2 separate regions of the Canis lupus genome follow, and region 2 is linked to region 1. A link is a contact called in public Hi-C data. All regions are on one chromosome and are shown on one strand. The core of a region is the stretch at or near the end of the contact, and the rest is flanking DNA. Distances in the headings are between cores, read along the strand shown. Region 1 overlaps SPATA1 (spermatogenesis-associated protein 1). Region 2 overlaps LOC119872366 (a long non-coding RNA gene).

Region 1 (4,602 bases), core at 1,517-4,016:
AACAAAACTAACAGGCAACCTTTGGAATGGAAGAAGATATTTGCAAATGACATGATCTGATAAAGGGTTAGTATCCAAAATGTATAAAGAACTTATCAAACTCAATACCCAAAGAAGAAATAATCCAGTTGAGCAATGGGCAGAAGACATGAATAGACACTTTTCCAAAGTGACACCTCTCAGAATGGCTAAAATCAACAACACAGGAAATAAATGTTAGCAAGGATGTGGAGAAAGGGGAACCCTCTTACACTGTTGGTAGGAATGCAAACTGGTGCAGCCACTCTGGAAGACAGTACAGAGGTTCCTCAAAAAGTTAAAAATAGAACTACCCTATGATCCAGAAATTGTACTAGTAGGAATTGATTTAGAGGATACAAAAATACTGGTTCGAAGGAACACGTGCACCCTGATGGTTATAGCAGCATTATCGACAATAGCCAAACTATAGGAAGAACCCAAATGTCCATTGACTGATGAATGGATAAAGAAGCTGTGGGGCGTGTGTGTGTGTGCGTGTGTGTGCATGTACACTGGAATATTACTTAGCCATGAAAAAGAATGAAATCTTGCCATTTGCAACAATGTGAATGGAGCTGGAGTGTATTATGCTAGGTGAAACAAGTCAGTCAGAGAAAGACAAATACCCTATGATTTCACTCATATGTGGAATTTAAGAAATGAAAAAAAAAAAAGAAATGAAACAGATGATAATGGGGGGGGGGGAGCAAACAAACCATAGAACAGACTTAGCTATAGAGGACAAACTGAGAGTTACAGGAGGGGAGCTGGTAGGGGGATGGGTTACATGGTGATGGGTATTTTTTTTTAAGATTTATTTATTCATGCGAGACACACACACACAGAGGCAGAGACATAGGCAGAGGGAGAAGCAGGGTCCCTGTGGGGAGCCCGATGTGGGACTTGATCCCAGGACCCCAGGATCATGACCTGAGCCGAAGACAGATGCTCAACCACTGAGCCACCCAGGGGTCCCAAATGGTGATGGGTATTGAGAAGACCCCTTGTGATGAGCACTGGGTATTATATATAAATGATAAGCCACTAAATTCTACTCCTGAGAGTAATATTGCACTGCATGTTAGCTAACTGGAATTTAAATAAAAACTTGGAAGAAACAAACACAAGCTCAAATGGCTTCCCACTGCCTAAAACTTCTTTAGTTTTGGAACCAAGGCTCTTCAAGTTCAAGTCCCTACCTATCTCTCCAGTTGTACTTTATGGTATTTCATCCTCCCTTTCTACCCCCAAACTATAGTAGTAGTAGTAGTAGTAGTAGTAGTAGTAGTAGTAGTAGTAACTAATAATAACTAAAAGTTACTGAATCAACTACCACATTAAGCAAATCCTGAAAGCTCCATTCATATCATGATCTAAGTAAAGGAAGCCTTCTGGAATTTGGCAGTGAACAATCTGCATGGCCAAATATTTGCAACCCTGGGTTTAAAGTCAGAGTACAAAGGGTTGTCTATGCCATCTTAAAGAACTAGGCTTTAACTAGTAATCAGTGAGTTTTCAAAGATTTTCAAGCAGGGAGATAAATAATCCAGCCTGTAACAAGAAGAATAATGCTGACTACACTCTGGAGAATATACTGGAAAGCAGATTATAAGCAAGGAGGCTACAAGATGTTTTTCAAGGTTCCTTTACTCTAAGAATCTATTATTTTACAGTGAGGAATATTTCAAAACTCAACGTCTGAACAATTGGAGGAATGATGAAACCATAGAAGTCAAGAAAGTATACTAGTTTGGGGCAACAATGGAGTCAAGTATTAAACACGTTAAAGTTGAGGCATAAAAATGTATGGATGTGTTGCATGGACCCATGGTAAGGAACAGATGATAACTAATAAGAGGGAATACCCATTTTGATATGGAAATGGGTAAAGCATTATTCTTTTTCTCCTTCATTAAAGGATTTGTAAAACATACTATGCAATTACCAGCTATATTTGATAATATAATGTTAGACCTCAGATATCTTGCATTCTCATGTACCACAAAAGAGTAATTTGGCATTTTTAAGAAATTGCACAATAATCGACAAATGGGAAGAGTACATATGGAAAAGAAATTAAGGAACTTTATCTCATATAACATATAAAAATTAGTTCCTGGATACGTTGATAAACTATGTTGGAAAAGCAAACCATAAAATGTTTGAAAGATAATACATGATCTCAGGGTAGAAAAGGAATTTTTTAAAAAGACAAATAACACTACCCATAAATGAAAATGCCAAATAAATTTGATTATATTAAAATTTAAGAACTGCAGTTCCATTTCTGCATAGGATTATAAAAAGATGAAACTAGTGCTCCCACTTGAATAAAGAGAAAAAGGTAAATAAACTATAAAATAATAACTTTTCTTGAACTCATCAGAGAATTATAGTTGCAAGGTACTGATTTCCAGTTCCCTCCTAGGTGAAAACTAATTGTTTCATCCTTGGCTGAGCACAGGAGGAAGGGGTACTACTATTACAATAAGAAGACAGCTAATATCTTAAGGAATTCTAAAGGGCAATGTAGGCTATCAGTATAGTTTGGAATCTCTGGGATCCTCAGACACAAACAGAAGTCAATACTTAATAGCAAGCTCCTTTCTATGTGCCTATATCATACTTATAGGAAAGACTGGAGGTAGAGGAGACCTGAAAGAGCCATCAGTGATTGGCACAGAGGTATGAAACCCCATCCTTCTCAACACTATTCTTTCACACAAAGCGAAAGTCTTAAGCCCCTGGGGGAAGAAACAGGAAACTCCCCTATCTTAGAACCCATGCAAAAACCTACTGGCCCTTGAAAAGGCATAGAGGCAAAACAAAACAAAACAAAAAACTGCTCTAAAAGGAAGAGCAGGTGACTCTCCTCCCAACAATATTACCTTTGAAAAGTTTATCACTAGAGAAGCGGTAGGAAACCCTCTCATCATCAGGCATAGGTAAAGCCTAAAGAAAGGGTAGAAGTGAAAGCTGTAAGGATCATCTTGGGCCCAGGATCATGCACTGATACAAAGCATTGTTTTACTACCACTGGGGAGGGAGGGGGGAAGCTCTCCTAAATATAAAAAGTCACTTTCCCCCTACTTTTAATTTCTTTAAAAGATAACTGACATTATAAAGTAAATATGTACTGTGGAGTTATACTCAGAAGGAAAATGTATGACAACAGCACCACTGCTATATGGTTCTTATCTTATATATGGAGTTGTATACTATTTGAAAGTAGACTTCAAATTTAAAGGTGTATAATGTGTAGCTTAGAGCAAGACTCAGTAAGCTTTTTCTTAAAGGGCTAGATACTAAATATCTCAGGCTCATGGACCATTTGGTCTTTGTCACAACTACTCAAGTCTATCATTATAGTATAAAGATAGTCATTGAAAATATGTAAATTAATGGTATGGCTGTCTTCCAATAAAAGTTATTTATTTTAAAAAGCCATAGAGGGCATGGATTAAAATAAAATACAATAGGGGTGCCTGGATACCTCAGTCAGTGGGGCAAGCAACTCTTGATCTTGGGGTGTGAGTTCGAGCTCCATATTGGGTGTAGAAATTACTTAAAAAAAGATTTTTAAAAAGTATAAATATAGGTATTTGATGACCTCTACCCTATAGCAACCACTGAAGGTTTTCTAAAATAAGAAATAGTGAGCTAATAGTAGAGATAAAAGTGGATCATAAAAAACTTTTCAATCCAGGAAAAGGCAAGAAAATGGAGAAACTAAGAAGACAGAAGAGACAAAAAAAACAAATAGCAAGGTGGTAGATTTAAAACCAACCACATCAATAATTACATCGAATGTAAATGGTCTAAATACTCCTAGTAAAAGGCACAGATTGTCAAACGGCTAAAAAGTAAGACCTAAATATATGCTGTCTACAAGAAACCCACTTTGGATATTCAGTAATAGATAAAGGCATGGAGAAAGATATACCTTGTAAACACTAATCAAAAGAAAGCTCAAGTGACTATACTAATACCAGGCTCACTAAACTTTAAAATAAAGACTACTACCAGAAATAATGAGAAACATAATCACATTGGGAGCAATTCATCAAGAAGACATAATAATCCTAAATGTGCATGCATTTAATAACAGCTTCAAAATACATAAAGCAAAACTGACAAAGTGTTGAAGATGTCAACACAATCCTTGTAATTGTTAGGACATGTTGACAAAATTTAAGAACTTCTTTCATCAAAATAATCATAAAGATAATAAAAAGACAAGCCATAAACCAAAATCTCACTGAGCATCTCACTGACATCAAATAAAACAGGTAGATCTCATCCACATGTCTCATTAGAAATAGTAAAACACCTCAGAAAGGTAAACACTAAACGCATCTAAAAATAAAGAAGGAGCTAAGTTTGAATTATCACTGGATATAGCATAAACTTAGAATGTAAGAACAGCTATAATTGAAGGTGGAGAAAAATGCAATTGGTTGAAAACATGTATATTTTGCAGTCGTAATTGATATTATTAGTTGGAGTTATTTTTGCTTTCCCATCACACATTTATTTTCTTACGCAATATTTTTTCAGGAGGTTCTTAGAATATAGCTCCAG
Region 2 (4,602 bases), core at 632-3,131, 86 kb after region 1:
TTTAAAATGGGAGAAGATATTTACGAATGTCGTGTCTGATAAATGGTTAGTATCCACAATCTTTAGAGAACTTATCAAACTCAACACACAAAAACCCCCAAATAATCCAGTTTAAAAATGGGCAGAAAACATGAATAGATACTTTTTCCAAAGAAGACATACAGATGGCTGACGGACACATGAAAATATACTCAATATCACTGATCATTGGGGAAATACAAATCAAAAGTATAAGGAGATGTCATCTCACACCTGTCAGAATAGCTAAAATTAACAACACAAGAAACAACAGATGTTGGCCAGGATGCAGAGAAAGGAAACCCTCTTACACTGTTGGTGGGAATGCAAACTGGTGTAGCCACTCTGGAAACCAATATGGAGATTCCTCGAAAAGTTAAAAATAGAACTACTCTATGATCCAGCAATCATACAACTAGGAATTTCCCCAAAGGATACAAAAATACTAGTTGAAAGGGATACATGCACCCAATATCTATGGCAGCATTTATTAACATTAGCCAAATTATGGAAAGAGCCCAAATGTCCATTGAGTGATGAATGGATATAGAATTCGTGGTATAAATGAAATCTTGCCATTTGCAGTGACATGGTTGGATGGTTGGAACTAGAATGTATTATGCTAGGGGAAATAAGTCAGTCAGAGAAAGGGAAACATCATATGATTTTACTCATATATGGAATTTAGGAAACAAAACAGATGAACATAGAGGAAAAAAAGAGAGAGGCAAACCATAAAATAGACTCTTAGCTTTAGAGAACAAACTGAGGGTTGCTAGAAGGGCCGTGGAGGGGGTGGATAGGCCAAATGGGTGATGGACTTTAAGGACAATTGTTGTGATGAGCATGGGGTATTATACATAAGTGATGAATCACTAAATTCCACTCCTGAAACTAATGTTACACACTATGTTAACTAACTGGAATTTAAATAAAAACATGAAACTACAAAAAAAAAAAAAAAGAGTACACCTAAAAAAATATCATGCCTTCAAAAAAGAGGTAAAATTCTATTAGCAACCAGTACAGGAAGCGGGATTGATTGTGGTGTTAATTATTTAAAAATTTGAGTAGCTTGTTTGGTCTTGGGATGTGTCGCATTATTATCCTGTAGTGGATTTTCCTTTCTAATTATGATTGACTTTAGGCGGATGGTATTTATAATGACTTTAATTTGAGAAGCACCCATCAGCTGGGAGTAGGCTGAGTGGATTTGGGAGAATGCCCATAGCAGCAGAAAGCTAGACTAGTATTAACATTCCATGTAGAAAATACGCCAAATAGTAATCCACGGAGGGAATAATTGAGAGTTGATTTCGAAAGCAAAACCCATTACGCTGGTTGATTTGTGATTTTGTTCAGCAGTGGCTCTAATCTCCACGGCATACCTTGTCAATATCTTTATCTCTAAGAGTGAATTAATAAAATACTGCTAGAGCATGAGAAGGGAAATCCTCAATGTTCACACTAGCATTGCCAACAAAGCTCTGGATAACTGCACACTTAATTTAAATGAAGTCAGACTCTACTTCCTGCTGAAACAAGTTTAGCACTTGAAAATATGTAGACTATACATGTCTGCCTTTTTTCATTTAAAGTTATCTTTTAAAAGCAGTCTTGAGAGAAAATCTTATAGGAGATCCTGTGGAAGGCAAAATCCTGACCTGGAACAAGGTTGTACTGAGTGAACATTCAAACGGAGCACCTGCCAGTGGGGTTTTATAAATACATTTGTGTTGGGTTTCTTGCAACAACTTTCGTTCAGAAGGTAGCGAGTTTTGGAGAAGTTGAACAGTAGTCATATGAAGAATTATGCTGGGTTTTTTTTTTTTTTTTTTCTGTAGTGGTTTTGAGTGTATGATGATGATTCATACCCATGACTTAGCTAAGGAAGTAGAATCTTTAGTTTTTCTGAGCAACACTGCCTCCTTGTGTAAGAGAATCACTTTCCAGTCCATTAGTGGATATAATTTTTTGGGAAAATATTTTCTTTTGCATCAAGTGGCTTAGAAAACCCAAACCAGGTAGGGTGCCTCATTGAAGAAAACCTTCTTGCACCCGTGTTTGATAATTTCCATTGATAAGACCAATTGCCTTTCTTTTTCAGGGACTGTTTGCCCAATTTGACATTATCTGTATTTTTTGCTTTTACCTCTAAATCCTCTCATTACGCCTTCAAAGTGAAAGAAAGATTAGAGAAAGTGGATGAAATACAAAGCAATATTTTTTCATTACATCATCTTTGGAAGTTTTTGTGGGAAGATGGAAACCTTTGAATAAATGAAAAATATTTGCTACTCAGAAGCTTCAAATTATACAGGTATTCTAACCACATCAAAAGCCATTGATCCAAAGTAGTAAAGCCCAATGGATTTAAGTAACATATTTTCTCACCTATTTTCTATTCATTCTTGGTTGGGGAGATTGGTGCTATTTGACTTCATGCAATTCATTCAACAAATATCTATACGTATTTGTTAGATACTGGGCACTCTTTCAGATGCTAGGGATACTGCAGGGAACAAAACGAAGGACTATTCTTACTCTCATAGAGCTCATCTTCTAGTGAGGGGACAAATAAGAAAAATACTAAGGTAAAAAATATATTTTTTTAGGTGGTGATTAGTGCTAAGGAGAAAAAGTAAAACCAGAAAGGGGTCGGGAATGTCCAGAGTGAGACTAATAATACAGTGTTAAATAGGGAAGATGTTAGACACTAAAGAGGTGACATTTGAGTGAAGTTGTGGAAAAGCAAAGCAAATCACAAGGATATTTGGGAGAAGAATGTTCCATGCACAGGTAACAGCAAGTGCAAAGGTCCTGAGCAGAGTTTTTCTGTGCCTGGCTTATTTAAGGCTAGCATGGCTGGAGCAGAGTGATCAAGATGCAAGGTCATAGAAGATGAGGCCAGCCAGGATCTTACAGACTATGTAAAGATTTGGGGTTTAGGCTGCCAGAAGGTTTTGAGCAGAGGGGTGAGATATTTTAACTTCTTTTTTAATAGGATTGAATGAAAGCAGATTGGGGTAAGAATAGAGTGGATGGCTAGAAGGCTAGATTTTGGTTTTATAATCATTCCATCTTCTCTGGAATATGCACACCCTCAGAACCCAAGAATTTGTTAGTAATGTAGAGGGTGCTTGTCATGATCAAGGTTTGTCAAGACTAACAAGTTACCGTATAATAGAAAAGTCAAACACTAAGCAGGGAATAATTTTTTAAAAATATTCAACAGTTGCCTCGGCAGAAATCATCGAGGAGATTGTTATTTAAACAAATGAATGATGAGATTTGGGAATAGACATGTAAATATCATTCTAATTAACATTCTGTGTTTGTAGAAACATATCCCATTTCACAAAATTGTAACTTAAGCAGAAAGAAATTTAGGACATTTAGGAGTAGTTCATCTTCTGAAAGAGTAGGCCCTTCTTGACTGTGTTAATCTAGTCTAAAAATTCCAACTAGGGAGATTGTTTGACAAGAAATGGAACAGAAACTTGCTTTCTTTTCTTCTATAAATAGAAACTCAGCCTTCACACCAGCTCTACTTTCCAGCAAAGTCTTTATTTACATTGCAATTGTTTATGTTTTCCTAGAATTACTTTAAAGGCACTGCATTTCCACTCTACTAAATTCAGTTTATTTTTGTAATTAATTATTGGAAAATGTTAACATTATTGCCCCAAAAGCTTGTCCCTGGAAGCAAACTGGTTTCTGTATACTCTGCTAGCAAGGGGCTTAGCACATTTTTAGATTTAGAGATCCCTACACAACCCTTCCACAGAGGATTCATTGATTCTGGATATTAAAGTGTGTGATAATAGTGATGATATTCAGCTAACACCAATGTGGGAATGCCCAAGAACTTACCTCCTGCCCCCTAGAAGACTTTATTGATGGCCTCAAGTAAGAAAAGTCTTCAATGGGGCACCTGGGTGACTCAGTGGTTGCTTTTGGCTCTGGTTGTGATCCTGGCTGGGGTCCTGGGATCAAGTCCCACATTGGGCTCCCCACAGGGAACTTGCTTCTCCCTCTGCCTACGTCTCTGTCTCTCTCTCTGTGTTTCTCATAAGTAAATAAATAAAAACTTTTTTTAAAAAGTCTTCAATTGTCCCATAGCTTAAAATTCATGAATATTTTTCATTATTTGTTCATTCAACATGTATTTATTCAACACTTATTATGTGCAAGCTGCTGTTGAGAGAATACAGATATTCAGAAATCAAAAGAAACTACCTAATAAGTGTCTGAATTACCTTCAATCTATATTTTTCTACTAGCAATAGCTTTACCTCTGTCCTTAGACTTTACTATTCATAAGGTAAAAATGAATCCTGGTTACATAAAATACTACAAAGATAGAATTTACTATATTGACCCTAGATTTGAGAATCACTGTCCTCTCTCTTCCTCAGCTTTAGAATAGACAAGGATCTGGGATCCCTGGGTGGCGCAGTGGTTTGGCGCCTGCCTTTGGCCCAGGGCGCGATCCTGGAGACCCGGGATCGAATCCCACATCGGGCTCCTGGTGCATGGAGCCTGCTTCTCCCTCTGCCTGTGTCTCTGCCTCTCTCTCTCTCT

What was found. Hi-C and Micro-C count contacts between places; a contact is called where the count stands out from the background.
Region 2: a contact with region 1 is called in a Hi-C map of blood, with 4 times the contacts expected there. The contact joins two enhancer-like sites. A contact is called at or near these places in 5 of 9 Hi-C or Micro-C datasets (amygdala and blood).

The regions. Positions count from the first base shown.
Region 1 is chr6:63,898,850-63,903,451 of UU_Cfam_GSD_1.0, forward strand. All of the region lies in intron 5 of SPATA1 (spermatogenesis-associated protein 1), which reads right to left. Among named protein-coding and RNA genes, the nearest start is that of GNG5, 30 kb to the right of the region's middle. Within about 2 kb of position 2,767, at least 2 of the 20 cell types and tissues checked have an H3K27ac peak or open chromatin away from gene starts, as enhancers often do. A contact at or near this core is called in blood, where this site is marked.
Region 2 is chr6:63,985,325-63,989,926 of UU_Cfam_GSD_1.0, forward strand. All of the region lies in intron 1 of LOC119872366 (a long non-coding RNA gene), which reads right to left. Among named protein-coding and RNA genes, the nearest start is that of RPF1, 26 kb to the left of the region's middle. Within about 2 kb of position 1,882, at least 1 of the 20 cell types and tissues checked has an H3K27ac peak or open chromatin away from gene starts, as enhancers often do. A contact at or near this core is called in blood, where this site is marked.